Linked DNA regions of Mus musculus: regions 2, 3, 4 and 5 are each linked to region 1. A link is a contact called in public Hi-C, HiChIP or PLAC-seq and promoter capture Hi-C data. All regions are on one chromosome and are shown on one strand. The core of a region is the stretch at or near the end of the contact, and the rest is flanking DNA. Distances in the headings are between cores, read along the strand shown.

Region 1 (2,700 bases), core at 186-2,685:
CCACTTAGCCTTGGGTCTATTGGCTGCGAAGGGAGTTCCGGAAAGACACTCAGGTTCTTTTGTCCCTAGAGAAAGGTTTCCCCGTCTCACTGGGATTAGGCAAAGGAAAACCTTAGTCCACTTCGGTCCTGGGAAGTAAGGGAGGGGAGGCTAGAAGCTCACAGACCCCTAACTGCCTGCCAAAGTGGGGAGTCTGGGGCATAAGGGATGGGAACTTTTTAAGTCGACTAAAGAAGGGGTGTGTTCCTCAGTCCTCTAAACGTAAACCAGCTGTCTGGCTTGGGAAGGAGACTGAACCTCTAGAGTGGGGAATGAAGGTACTGGAGGGCCGCCGACATGGGGACAGGGAATGCCTATGCGTCCATTCTAGGGATCCGAAGTCTGTGGGCAATGAATCTGATGTCTGGCTACCAAGAACTATCTCTTCCCCTGTCTGCCTTGTTGATCTGCTTCCTACCCTTCCTAACCCCGCCCCTGCCTCCTGACAACTACTGCAAGCTTGGTGAAGTAGGCTACATTCTTGAACCCCAGGGACCCGGAGTCAGGGAACCCCGTGGAAGAGGAAAGAGTGGAGTGCGCCTCAGGGTCATCACAACCGCACCTCCAGCAGGCAGATTCTATAGGGACTTGGTCATCAGGCCAGTTTCCTTGGCCCCGGGTCCCACCCCACAATCTTGGATGACAGCAGGAGGAACACGGTTTAGAGGTTGAGAAAATCTTCTGTCGTCTCCACTGGTCCAATTTACCTCCTAATAATTGTTCGCTTAGTTGTTTGGGCAGGGAGCTGACAGGAGACCACTCCTGGAGTTCCCTCTGGGAGCCATGTGGGAACCACGGAAGAGCTCGCGGGTCCCCCCTTTCCTCGCAGCCCTCTCCCGTGCGCCGTCTGGCTCCCCCGGCTCTGGCCGCGCCTGCCTGCCGCACGCGCTCCCTCTGCGGGTGGAACTCCCGCGGCTCGGGGACACCCTTGGCCACCGCACCCTGCAAGTTCAAGGATGTAGGATCTCTGGCCACGCTGCAGCGGGTTCTGACTCCTTAGAACCGGGAAGCTGCTTGCTAGCCACACAAGGCTGCGACCACCCGGCCGCACCCCGCATACTGAATGCCCGCTGCTGCGTCCCCGGGGAAGAGAACACTCGCCCGGGCATCTTTTCTAGCGCTTTTACCCCGAGCTGTGCTGGGCAATCAGAACCCAAGCACTCTGCTGCCCTTCTCTAGCCCGTCAGAGATAGGTTCCGAGTCTCTCCTAGACAGAGTAATCCCGGGTTACAGCAGTCGGGAGCAGCACTATCATCACCACCACCTTCCCCCAAATCCCGCTTAATGCCCAGCCTTGCTTACCTGTCCTGGCGGTGCACACACAGAACCACAAAACTAAAATCACATCCATCGGCATCGCTCCGGAGGCCCCCCGCCAAGCAGGGCGCACCAACGCCAGCAAGAAACCAATGCTTCAGAAAGCCGCGGCTCTGTGGGCTCGAAGCGGCCAAACTTACTAGCGGGCGGCAGGGGAGGTGGCTCGGCGGCGCCCGGGAAAGCAACCCCGACTGCCCCGCCCCCAGCCCACCCTCCACCGCGGGTGGCGGTGGCACGGGGCTGGGGCCCTAAACCCTGCTGCAGCTGCGCTCCCCCTGAGCTAGGGCGGGAGCGCGGGGCTCCGCCACTCCCGCAGGTTGCCCTGGGAGTCTGTGCGGATTCCGCTCGCCTCCTGGACTCCGGAGATGCAAGGATCCCGGCTACCCGCGCCTCACGGCTTCACGCCCCCGCCTCTGCCACTGCGCCGCGCTGCGGGCTGCCCAAGTTGCAACAGTTCATCCAGGCCGGGTCCGAAGCCGCCCAGCCTGCGTGCGTGGGTTTTGTTCCCTAGGGGAACCAGACCTAGGCGGTGTCGAGAAGTGCTCCCAGCACCTCCTTGGGAAATAACTACTACCGATTCGCTCCAGCAAGTGGGTGGGGAGGAGCAGGTGGGGGCGGAGGAGGGGGCAGGGGACGGATGATGCCTGAGTCCCCAACCGCCACCTGTACTTGCTGTCTAGTCCCAGCCAAAGGCTCTTGTGACTGGATACTAGCTTTTAAGAGTGCTGGTTGAGGGTGTTGAGGTGGGAGTCCCTGAGCTTAGAGCAATCTATGGCTCGAATTTAAGAAGTGTTTGCTAGCTTCGTTCTACAGGCCAAATGCTGCCACATAGGGGAAGTTCTAAACCTTCTAAACCTTTTTTTTTTTTTTTTTTTTTTTTTTTTGGCTGTTGTGTGACTTTCTGGATGGTTTTCTCCAAAACCCGCTGTTTAGGTCTCGGTCTCTCTCTCTCTCTCTCTCTCTCTCTCTCTCTCTCTCTCTCTCTCTCTCTCTCTCCTTTCTTTGGAAACCCCTACTGGAACACCATTCTGTAGAGAGAAAAGCTGGGCTTTGCTGGCGACCAGTGGACAAGCAGAGGAGTCTCTCCTGTCTAGTGTACCCTCTGCTACTGGGGCCGCCCCGCTAGGGTCCCTGTACTGTGTGCTTCAGTCTATCTAGAGATGATGCAGTCACAGAACCTGAAAGGTCAGTACCTCCAGCTTACATGTTCATGCCATGTGACTCGAAGCCTCCCGCACCCCAGCTTGTCCTGTGGCTCCATCTATGGCTCCAGCTTCCCCCAACATCCAATACTACTCTGAGATACTTAAACTCATAACAACCTCCCAGATCCCAGAGGGGGGG
Region 2 (2,700 bases), core at 95-2,594, 650 kb before region 1:
AGCTACATATAGGCTATGCTACCATCATCCACTTAATGATAAATGTCCTAAGCCACTGTTCTATATTAAGTTCCTATCATAAGACATCGGTCCCCAGAATAATTAGAAGACACGTTGGCTGATTCTGACACCTGAGTTCAATCTATGACTATTTTCCAGGAAACATTGAATGAGGCTAAGTTTAAAATCACACATGACATGATACCCAACATTCTTTCATAGTGTGGACTATGGTCTTATTTGAAATCATGTATGCTTATATACACTATACTATATACAAGAAATGGGCAGAAGCAAGGCATTTTGTCACAATCTCAAGTTATCTGTAGGAATTGTTTTCCACAATGCCTGGCACAACAGTTTACACTGGAACTGCTTGCTGATTGGAGCCTATGTTATTATTTGAACAAATGTTATTATTTGCCAATGTCATGGTGTAATTATGAGCATGCCTGGACACTAGTCTACATTGAGAATACTAGTCTACACATATTTAGGGTATAGAAAGTTTTGAATTTGAACTTCAGCTCTGCTATTTACTAGTTTTGTATAGGCATGAAAAGTCTTGTCTCTGTGCTTGCTAGCTCTCTTTGTCTTTCTGTCTCTTACTCTCCCTTCCTCCTCAACTCTCTTCCTCTTCCTATTTTTCCCTCTTTCTTCCTGCTTATATCTGTTAAAATATCTTCTTAATAAGTGCCAAATCTGCTTCTGAAAACCTATAAGCAACATTCAAATACCGAATTAGCCACAGATCAAAGTTGGTTCTTTATATGGAAGACTAATATCTTCTAAACACTCCCAATCCAATCAAATTATGAAGGGCTGAAGGCCAATTGTTCCTGAAGAAACATTTATCTGCACATAATCTCTAGTCTTATTGCTGAGGTAGAGTTTGGGTGATGTTGAGAAGAAGGTCAAATGCTTCTGAAATCACTGTGAGAAATGATGGACAGCCTCTTTCACACCAGGAAATGAGCATGAGAAGTAATTTTTAGGCTTTTAAGAGGTAGTATAAAGTGCTAAAGACATTTCTGTAGTTTGGACTGGAATCAAAAATGATCCTGCCAATTGGCTTACTGCATGACCTTGATTGAGAATATTTACCTTCAGCAAAATAGGGTATTATACTAGTGTGACAGAACAAAGGTAAAACCCAAACAAAAGCTTACAGTGTCTAATGTGATATCTAAGCTAACACCCCGGGAACTTTCTTTTCTTTCAAGGCATTTTAGGGCCTGCTTGCTCTAAAGTCCTTTTTCTTTTGATGAGATTCCTGTACGGTGACATCAACCCCATGGGATGATCAAAACAAACCTGTTAGACATACTGTGCCTAAGAGGTTCAAGGAGGAAATTAAACCCTTTACTGTGTGTATAATTAGAAATAATATCAGCAGCTTAGGATGCTGTCACAAGATAGTGCCGTAAAATGACTTCCCATTGCTAGATAAATTTCAAAGGAAGTTTGAGAGACTGCTAGGGAACTGGAGAAGAGGAAGAAGTGAAATTAAATGCTTAGAGGAAGTAAAGAAGAAAATACAGCTCAATGATCCCTGGGAAAACATCTTCCTAAAACTAACTCATTATAATCTTGTAATTGAATCGGTGTACTCTGCAGTAAGAAAATCTGAGCCAGTTGCTACCCCACAGAGAAAACAGATGCTCCTCCCACACCTGTTTGTTCTTCAAGTCTAAGAAATGCAAGGTCATAGAGGCCATAGACACTTCCACATCCTCATCCTCGTTGTCTATTAATATCCTCAGGGGGAAACTTTGAGGCTTAATCTCCTCTCATTATCTGCAGCTTAATTTTGTGATATCTTGGCTCAGAGATCAGATTCCAAATCCGCCTCATTTAATTTAGTGCATATTCTATGTGTCAACACTGGTGTCTTTAATAACTTCCTAGTAGGATCGACTGTGCTCTCCTTGGCATGCCTACACTTCTGTTATGCTTCACAATACACTCAGAGATGTATGGACTGATGGACAGAGCCATTGAATGACTCACTAAAACCATCTGATAGTCAGCATCAAAGCCAGTGTCCTAGCCTGGAGGAGCTCTAGGACTTCACACAATCAGAGTATAGTAACGCTTCCTTAGAATTGTGTCTCATTTAGGCTTTTCACGTAGTCTATCTTCTAACATGACAAATGGCTCAATGTTTCTGGGAAGACATAAGACTAGAGAATCATACTCCATAATTTTTAATGAATTCTGAGTATAAAATGAACTTAGTTTCATACTCTCCAATGAAAGCTTTATCTCATTTCTTATTGAAGTATAGTTGAATTTTCTTTCTTAGAATGGAGGCTCACTATTGAGCACTCCATTGAAAGAATGCCTTCTAATTTGAATAAGTGTGAGAGATGTGTTTCTACCCTTCCCTGTAGCACAGATCACAAAACCTGACCAGGGTCCACGTTCAAGGTCACAGTTCATTGCCCCCAAATTAATGTTGCATGTTTAGAACCAAGAGTCTAGGAAGAAACCAATATGTGGTATGTTTAAAATTATAGACATTGTGAAGCAGAGCTCTTACTGGGAAAGAGGTATTCTAGCTGTGTGTGCCTATAAATTTTGATGGGTCTGTGTGCTTGGGAATCTGTAGAATAAATTTTAAATAGGAGGAAAAGAAAAACATGCCCTCTTCTTTTTCTTGTTATCTGAATTTGCTTTTACCTAACAATAGCACCAAAT
Region 3 (2,700 bases), core at 78-2,577, 600 kb before region 1:
CATGCACACAGCTAACTCTATTTCAGAAAGCAAACAGAATATGCTGTGAGTTGAAATACAGAAATTCATGGACATATTTGATATTAAATGAAGCAAAAACTTGAAGGCAGGTAATTGAGACAACAGTGTGGAATGACCAGTCTTAATTATCCTAATATTCTACTGAAGGAAGTGGGCAGTGAGCAGGACTCCCAGATTATGTTTGGAGTTGTATACTATATGTAAATATTACTCAGTTTCTCCTTTGCTGTATTTGGCTAAATGAATTAGTGATTAAAAACAGAGTCACCAATATGTGTTGGTGTCATATTCAGACAAGAAATCAAAAACTTCCTTCTGAGAGTAGTGTGGCTAAGAATAAACTCAGATCTGAATTCTTTACCACTCTATCTCTCTGAAGCTGTGGTTTCTGGTCTATCTGTACTCTGTTGTGAATCTGGGTCTACCTGAATAAAGTCTCATTAATCTGTCCTTAACAATGGCCTTTGCTCACTTTTTTATTGGACAACATAGAAAGTATCACAAGGCGGAGGAATGAGAGCTACTTTATAGAAATATTTAATAGAGTTTCCAAAGGGATTAAGTTACTGACTTCAATTGACCCCATCTGACCAAGATAAAAAAACAGAGGTTATAAGGCAATATCCAAATAGTGCTTCCAGTGTTTATGGTGGATATTAGTTTTATAAGATTGCTTTTAACATATTTGCTGTTTCGAGCATTTATTTACCACTATGCACAACACACATGCATTACTTAAGGTCAGGGGCAAGGAAAAAATACATGACTCAAAATTAAAGCTATATATTAAATTAGGTTTTAAGAGCCGAAACCTGAGAGATCAAAGCAGGGAAGGCTGGCTAGCTCTTTGTTCTCTTAAAGACAGGTTAAAGAAAGAGCAGAGTAGGCAGTCTTAAGTCTTTTTGAGATCCAGAAAAACTTTCTCTCTCTTAGAATGTAAGAGATACTTTAATAATAATTCTATCACCATGTTTTGCTGCCTGAATAGAGACCTGAATCAATCAACCTGACTAAGATAATAGTAAAAAGAATAATATGTTTGTAGACCCAAGAACAGCATTCATCCTAGACACCTAGCCACTTAACTCTCGGCTCCTACTCAAAACAGTGATAGGTAAGGCAGCATGTGTGAATCTGATAGAAAATGATAGAGTTCTAACAGATACCCAATAACCTGTTCCCATGGTTTCCATTGTTCACCGGGTGTGGCTACAGAGTGGCTTCGCAAGGAAGCTCACCTGTTCAAGGTTGTCAGCAGCTGCATCCCTTTCTCAGCTGCATCCCTCCAACAGCAGAGAGACAGACAACAGTAGCAGGTCGTGCTCAGGTGGCTTATGGGACAGACCTGAAGGTAGCACCTATCTCTGGCTCACATTGAATTTGATAAGACCTTACCCATGCTATATCTAGCATTAAAATAAAATGTATGTGTGCCTGTGAAGTACGGGAGGACATAGGTATTTGTTCATTCATTAAAAGTTAATAGAACACTGCAGGTGTGGTGATTCAAACCTTGAAACTTACCACCCAGGAGATGGAGACAGAGGCAGATGGATTTCTGTGAGTGCTAGGCCAGATCGTCTAAACAGTGGTTTTCAGGACAGCCAGGGCTCTGTAGAAATCCTATCTCAAAAAGAAAAGAAAGAAAGAAAAGGAAAGGAAAGGAAAGGAAAGGAAAGGAAAGGAAAGGAAAGGAAAGGAAAGGAAAGGAAAGGGAAAAAGGAAAAGGAAAAAGGAAAAGGAAAAAGGAAAAGGAAAAAGGAAAAGGAAAACGGGAAGGGAAGGGAAGGGAAGGGAAGGGAAGGGAAGGGAAGGGAAGGGAAGGGAAAAGGGAAGGGAAAAGGGAAGGGAAAAGGGAAGGGAAAAGGGAAGGGAAAAGGGAAGGGAAAAGGGAAGGGAAAAGGGAAGGGAAAAGGGAAGGGAAAAGGGAAGGGAAAAGGGAAGGGAAAAGGGAAGGGAAAAGGGAAGGGAAAAGGGAAGGGAAAAGGGAAGGGAAAAGGGAAGGGAAAAGGGAAGGGAAAAGGGAAAAGGGAAGGGAAAAGGGAAGGGAAAAGGGAAGGGAAAAGGGAAGGGAAAAGGGAAAAGGGAAAAGGGAAAAGGGAAGGGAAAAGGGAAGGGAAAAGGGAAGGGAAAAGGGAAGGGAAAAGGGAAGGGAAGGGAAGGGAAGGGAAGGGAAGGGAAGGGAAGGAAAGGGAAGGAAAGGGAAGGGAAGGGAAAAAAAAAGAAGGGGTAATAGTTCTTTATTTTTTTAATAATTCTTTTTTTATTTTTTATTAGGTATTTTCCTCATTTACATTTCCAATGCTATACCAAAAGTCCCCCATACCCTCCCCGCCACTCCCCTACCCACCCACTCCCACTTTTTGGCCCTGGCGTTCCCCTGTACTGGGGCATATAAAGTTTGCATGTACAATGGGCCTCTCTTTCCAGTAATGGCCGACTAGGCCATCTTTTGATACATATGCAGCTAGAGACATAAGCTCCAGGGTACAATTCTAATCTTGCCTTAAACATGATCAAAGCAAAGAAGTGTTTTTATTCTCTGTATACAACCTGACCCAATACATATGCATCACTGGCTGCTTCTCTGAGATTCATTTTTACTATTTTTAATGATGAGTGTGGGTATTGTGGAGTTCAGAAGAAGATAGCTAATACCCAGAAATGAAAGTTGCAAAT
Region 4 (2,700 bases), core at 55-2,554, 870 kb before region 1:
TCTTTAAATATGTGCTGAATATATTGTAGGCAACTTCTATAGTAATAGGTTTCCATCTGACATTTTTAAAATGTCTTCAGTTTTATTTATCCTCCTCTGTAAAAGGGAAATAGAGAAACACTATCTTTATAACCTATTCTGAGTTATAGTATTATTTTAAATTCATCTTTTATTTCAAGTGAGAATACACTATATTTTGATTAAATTAAATCCCCACTTCTTACAAACTCTTCCCATCGCTCTGAAACATTTTCCCTTCCAACTTCATGTATTCTCTTTTTTAAACCTACTGAATCCACTGGGTTCTGGCAGTCAGTGCCCGGGTGTAGGACCATCTATCTCCTGGAGGCACATTCAAAGGAGAAAACTGACTCTCTCGCCCCCAGCGGCCATCAGTTGATGTGTACATCACTATGGGCAGTGAGGGCAGAACTGGCACTTTATTGCTCACTCTTCCCAGTGCCCCAGATGGCAGAAAACATCTTAGACAATCTATTTATATAACTTCATGTAATACATAAATTCATATAAATTCATGAAATTTACAAAAATATATTCTTTATATTGATGAAATTTTGTTTTTAGAGTGTTCAGCAAGCACAAGGACTAACCAATAGTTTGCCCTCAAGGAAAATTTTTTCTTACTAATTCATAGTCTGAGATATCCTTGATTCTAATGTAAAATAGAAGAAACATAAAAAGGTAGTCACAGTGAAACAGGAAGGAAAATCTCATGGTCCCCCAAAACAACTTCATTTTTCTATCATTTTTTTAGGAAAGAGGCCAAGGGGACCACTTAATAAACCTATCTAGGAACTGTCTAAAAATGTAATTTCCACCAAATCATTACCAAGTTTTGCTCTCTCTAAAATATTCTCAAAATTGGCAGTTAATTCCCACCCTAAAATGTTAATTCCCACTCCTGAAATGATAGCTTAGTATTTGGCTATTTCAAGTTTACAAAATGGCAAAGACATTAGCAACCCTTTCCCTTCACAAAAAAAGAACACAATGGCAAGCAAACCTCCTGTCCATAATAAAAACAAAGTGTAAAACCCAAATGTTCACTACAGAAGGGAAGGACTTCAAAGTCAATACAGAGCTGTGTTGCCTACAGAGTTGCATGTAATTGCTTTACTTATGACACAGAAACCTAATTCTACTTCCATGAAATTTAACAGATTTGTGGAAAGCCAGATGTTAGCAATTATGGAAACTGACATTATTCATATTCTTGGTAACAGACCTGTTTGCTCTGCACAAAGCCAACTTAATCTATTACACATATCCCAAGGCATCCAAAAGGAAGAGACACCCTATTTACATATTGCAATTGTTGTTCTCTGTTGAGCAAGTGCAAAGATACTCTCCCAAGAGACTTCTGCAAATCATCAGACAAGCTCACAGTCTGACAAGAGACAATGCACAGAAATCAACCAAAGCATTTCATGCTCAAATCCAGAGTCATTACAGCAGCCCTGTTTTACTCATTGTAAATACTAGTTTTCTGTGATTTCTTTGTGTTTCCCCTTATATGTTTATTATTTAAATGCTCCATACTTGAATAAGACTTTTCTCAATAAGATTTCATGGCTAAACTTGCATTAGAGCTAATTTTCTTACATTGGTATTTTCACAAATTCTGAAAGCTGTGATTACCATACTCAATTTCACTTTAAGAGAAGTCTAGCTGCACACAGTCTGTCTGATTCCTTCCTTGATTTGAGGTTGTGAGGTTACTTGGCCATGGAAAAAATATACTTCAGAGATGTTTATATCAGAGGCAATCAAACCATTCCCAACTTAGCCCCAAACAATTTCCCTACTCCGCCGAGAGGAAAAAAAAATGGCTTTGCAGGAATCTTAATGCCATAAAAAAAAAAAAAAAAAACAAACTGTATCAGTGCTTGCCTGAGGAGCTGAAGCTGCTACAGGTTGATCTCAGAACGCAAAACAAACCCCTTTCCCAAAGGTGAGTAGTGGGCCAAGAAAATGAACTTTTTGATTATCTCGTATTTCTCCATCTTGAATGACTTTTGCAGCATATCAGATTCAAAACAGGTGATGTGTCAGAAAAGGACATTTAACCCGGAGTTTTAACATCCAGCTGTGTGGGTTCTGACTTGGAAAACATGAGTGGCTCAGAAATGAGAACAGAGCTAGGGGGGGTTATTAGTAATAGATAGGATAGAGCACAGGGGCCTCCCCACAGCTACAATGGTACTACCTCTTTTTATGATGGCAGAAAGATAATGGGAAAAGGAACATATAGTGCACATCAGCAGAATAATTCTGATAAAATGCAGAGAAAAACAGGGGCTCCTACATCTTGCAAAGCAAAGGGCTTACAAGCCATTAAGCTGCACAGTTAACTTCAGGACTAGAATAAGGCTTCCTAGCTATGTGAGCTTATATTCTGCTTTTCCACATTTAGCTGGAAGCTCTGCCTTAGAGCACATACTATTAAGAATGAGGCTGACATACATAACACATTGGAAGGTATCACCAAGCATAGTAAGAGACTCAGATCACCTAACTGTCACAGAGCATGTCGCAAGCAAGAGGAGAAAAAACGGGGCATGCCTTCATTATTGGCCATATTGCATGTCATTGGAAGATTTCAATGTTTGTCCAGGGTCATCTTTTCGGTCTCTGCCTTAGCCCTCTTGAAAAGACTCTTTCGAGCAGGCTGAGCAAGCC
Region 5 (2,700 bases), core at 27-2,526, 700 kb before region 1:
TGACATTTTATCATTGTAGGATTTAGGGTCAGAGCCTGTGCTCTGCAGCTCTAACAGACTAAGCTTGACCCTCTTCTCCAGGATACCAATTCAGGCAGTAATAGTGGGAAAAAAAACCAGAAAGGATATTTATTCAATATGACCACACTGGAAAGATGCTTATGTCAACATGTCCTATATCCTTGTCTGTCTTCCAATTCTAACAGGAAGTTTTAGGTTTAGATAGCAAAAGTTATGTGTAGCTAAGCAGTCCTGGTCAGTGCTTCATTTATCCATCATCATCAGTTCAACTTTAGTGTGTCCTGCAGCATTATCTGATATGATAGTCAGAACCACGTGACTGTTTGCTGGCAGGTAAGTGTCTCCTCTGACTGAGCACAGATCTTCAGTCATTCCTTTATTGCACCATGAAACTCTTGGGGGGGGTGGGCATTTTAATTTTACATTTTCTCAATATTAAGTTCAGCTCAACTGTGCTTGCTAACCAGGTGTACACAATGAAGTAATGCTACAATTTCTCACACCAATATCCTGGAGGCTTGTCAAAAGGAGGAACACACATTTCTCTTTCAAATATCTCTGCTCAGGCCAGCAATATGGCTTAGCAGGTAAGAGCACATGCTGCCCAAACCAATGGCCTTAGTTCAATTCCCGGACTATGATGGAAGCAGAGAACTGACTCATGTAAGTTGTCCTATGTCCTCTACACTTGTGCCTTGACATTCTCCATGTCATTCCACTGGACATCAAGCAAACAAAAAGTGGAATAAAATATCTCTTTTCCTTCTACGGTAATTATAATTTCAGTCATTTGCTACGTCTCTGGCTTTCTTTCGGGAAAGTGAAAAAATCACCAGCATTTAGAAAGTCACAACTAGGAATTGTTCTAGGATAAAAAGCTACATTGTTGCTGAGGCTTGAGATGCATCACACTTGCATCCCAGAACCAAAAGTATCTGTGTCTACAACATGGATGACAGAAACATGCCTCTAAAGCTCTGGCCTACGAATGGGTTAAAATTTTATCAACTATTCAGTCTAATAAAGCAGTGAGTTCATTGTGTGTTCTTTGAGAAAGAGTTCAATAAAAAATGTTAAAATTAAAACTCTGGCACTTTACCAGATTAAATTGCAAGGAAACATCTCAGTTGGGGCTGACACATCATTCCCTAGAGAAGTCAGAATAATTGAGGCTTTCATAAAACAACAACCGTCACTGCTCAGCATTTTCAGAGACAAGAATTGCCTGAACTTCATCAAAAAGCTGTGATGAGAAAGCCAGGCATTACCTCCTCTGTAGATGGGGAAATGGGTACTCTCTGTGTCAGCCAGCTCACACACACAGTGCTGAGTAAGTATGCTGGCTACTGTTTGAATTTTGTCTCTTGATTGCTAATGTTTCTGTTAGCTATGTTCCCTCTTGGTACTAACCATTATTGCTCTTTCTTTTAAGAAAGATGCATAGAGGAGAGTGCTGAGCTTTTGAAGTGATGGAAGGTAGATGCCTAGACTAAGCTGCTTTCAGGTGTGCTTGCTGCGTGGCTTTACACATCCAAAGACACACCAAACAATGCCCTTGCTTCTACATCAATGCCCAGTGCCCACACATACGATTGATGGCACTCAATTAATGCTGCTCTCCACTGTCTGCTTTCTCAGTGACACCAAGTTATCTCAGCACGCTATAGCTGCCTTGAAATTTCTCCACTGACTCCTGCTACAATTGAGTATTGATTGAAATTTTCTATTACTGTACTTAGTTACAAAACTTTCAATAAACAGGCCACAGGTGATGCTGAGACTGGTTTCAAGGATAGCTGAAAGACCCAAGAGCAATGGGACATCCAAGGAAAGAGCAAGGAACCTCAGCTGCTCAAGTGGAGTAAGTAGCCTGTGTTTGAATGTGACCTATGAATTCAATATGTAGCGACTTGCTTCTGACCCTCCAATGCAGCACACCTATAAGACACCAAACTGGAAATGGTTGGTGTCAACTAGATTGTATTTTAAACACAAGCAAGAGTAAAGACTAGATTAATTGCCTTGCCTGAGATAGTGTTGCACACCTGATAGCCTCCTAGTTTCACTTACATTATTATACATTGAACTCTATCTTGGGTCTTGAATTTGATACTCTCTTTCAGCTCAAGCACAAATCCAGGTACTGCAGTCACAGAGAAACATAAGGCGTAATTACCACCATAAAACCTTAGTAAAGGGATGAGAAGCTATGATGAATAGACACATCTTTCTTGCCATTTACTTTTGTAAGGAAAGTTTAGTTGCAAGCTTGCTAAGCTTTCTAATTTTCATATTGTCTTTGACTGTTTCTAGCCATGATGGTATAGAACAGAGGGATATATGGCATACTTTACACACACCACAAACCCAAATACCAACTAACTGCTTCGTTGTTAAGAAAGGAAAAAGCGTGGGTCTGGAGAGTTTGCTCAGTGGTCAAAAGCACTTGCTGCTCTTCCAGAAGACCTGAGTTTGGGTCCAGAATCAATTTGGTGGTTTATAACCATCCATAACTACAGACCCATGCAACCAATGTCATCTCTGACCTCTGACTAAGCACAGATGTGATATAAACATACATGTGAACAAAAATAAAATATAGACTAAGCTATAAAAAATTGCTGTGTAACCCAGAACACCAATGAGATGATTTTAAGACAATGTCATAAACTCCTTAAA

What was found. Promoter capture Hi-C pulls out the DNA fragments that hold promoters and counts their contacts. A called contact is a pair of places that touch in the nucleus more often than the background predicts. HiChIP or PLAC-seq counts read pairs in DNA pulled down with a chosen protein or histone mark.
Region 2: a contact with region 1 is called in a Hi-C map of nephron progenitors, with 2.3 times the contacts expected there. The contact joins the enhancer-like site here to the promoter of Nell1 in region 1. A contact is called at or near these places in 10 of 39 promoter capture datasets (the 3T3-L1 cell line, 3T3-L1-derived adipocytes, the C10 cell line and 6 more), 1 of 484 Hi-C or Micro-C datasets (nephron progenitors), 5 of 115 datasets of contacts at active chromatin or transcription factors (SST interneurons, embryonic stem cells, forebrain and 2 more) and 1 of 9 other capture datasets (embryonic stem cells).
Region 3: an H3K4me3 HiChIP or PLAC-seq map of neural tube shows a contact between it and region 1, with 5 times the contacts expected there. The contact joins the promoter of Nell1os here to the promoter of Nell1 in region 1. A contact is called at or near these places in 7 of 39 promoter capture datasets (cranial neural crest, embryonic stem cells, frontonasal cranial neural crest and 3 more), 1 of 484 Hi-C or Micro-C datasets (cortical neurons) and 4 of 115 datasets of contacts at active chromatin or transcription factors (SST interneurons, embryonic forebrain, neural tube and 1 more).
Region 4: a contact with region 1 is called in a promoter capture Hi-C map of second pharyngeal arch cranial neural crest, with 4 times the contacts expected there. The contact joins the enhancer-like site here to the promoter of Nell1 in region 1. A contact is called at or near these places in 7 of 39 promoter capture datasets (the 3T3-L1 cell line, cranial neural crest, embryonic stem cells and 3 more), 2 of 115 datasets of contacts at active chromatin or transcription factors (embryonic forebrain and stem cell-derived neural progenitor cells) and 1 of 9 other capture datasets (embryonic stem cells).
Region 5: an H3K27ac HiChIP or PLAC-seq map of SST interneurons shows a contact between it and region 1, with 13 times the contacts expected there. The contact joins the enhancer-like site here to the promoter of Nell1 in region 1. A contact is called at or near these places in 6 of 39 promoter capture datasets (the 3T3-L1 cell line, frontonasal cranial neural crest, liver and 2 more), 2 of 484 Hi-C or Micro-C datasets (the C10 cell line and the HPC-7 cell line), 5 of 115 datasets of contacts at active chromatin or transcription factors (SST interneurons, embryonic stem cells, forebrain and 2 more) and 1 of 9 other capture datasets (embryonic stem cells).

What each region holds. Positions count from the first base shown.
Region 1 is chr7:49,974,085-49,976,784 of GRCm38.p6, reverse strand. Nell1 (NEL-like 1) reads right to left here and starts at 1,435. Exons shown (of 20, transcript NM_001037906.2): 1 at 1,342-1,435. The coding sequence starts at 1,396.
Region 2 is chr7:50,628,000-50,630,699 of GRCm38.p6, reverse strand. The region is part of intron 14 of Nell1 (NEL-like 1); the gene reads right to left. Among named protein-coding and RNA genes, the nearest start is that of 4933405O20Rik, 30 kb to the right of the region's middle. Within about 2 kb of position 1,344, at least 2 of the 459 cell types and tissues checked have an H3K27ac peak or open chromatin away from gene starts, as enhancers often do. A contact at or near this core is called in nephron progenitors, where this site is marked.
Region 3 is chr7:50,574,511-50,577,210 of GRCm38.p6, reverse strand. It overlaps Nell1os (NEL-like 1, opposite strand), which reads left to right and starts at 1,327. Exons shown (of 4, transcript NR_045928.1): 1 at 1,327-1,372. The region is part of intron 14 of Nell1 (NEL-like 1); the gene reads right to left.
Region 4 is chr7:50,841,470-50,844,169 of GRCm38.p6, reverse strand. The region is part of intron 16 of Nell1 (NEL-like 1); the gene reads right to left. Among named protein-coding and RNA genes, the nearest start is that of 4933405O20Rik, 240 kb to the right of the region's middle. Within about 2 kb of position 1,304, at least 1 of the 459 cell types and tissues checked has an H3K27ac peak or open chromatin away from gene starts, as enhancers often do. A contact at or near this core is called in second pharyngeal arch cranial neural crest, where this site is marked.
Region 5 is chr7:50,674,182-50,676,881 of GRCm38.p6, reverse strand. The region is part of intron 14 of Nell1 (NEL-like 1); the gene reads right to left. Among named protein-coding and RNA genes, the nearest start is that of 4933405O20Rik, 76 kb to the right of the region's middle. Within about 2 kb of position 1,276, at least 5 of the 459 cell types and tissues checked have an H3K27ac peak or open chromatin away from gene starts, as enhancers often do. A contact at or near this core is called in SST interneurons, where this site is marked.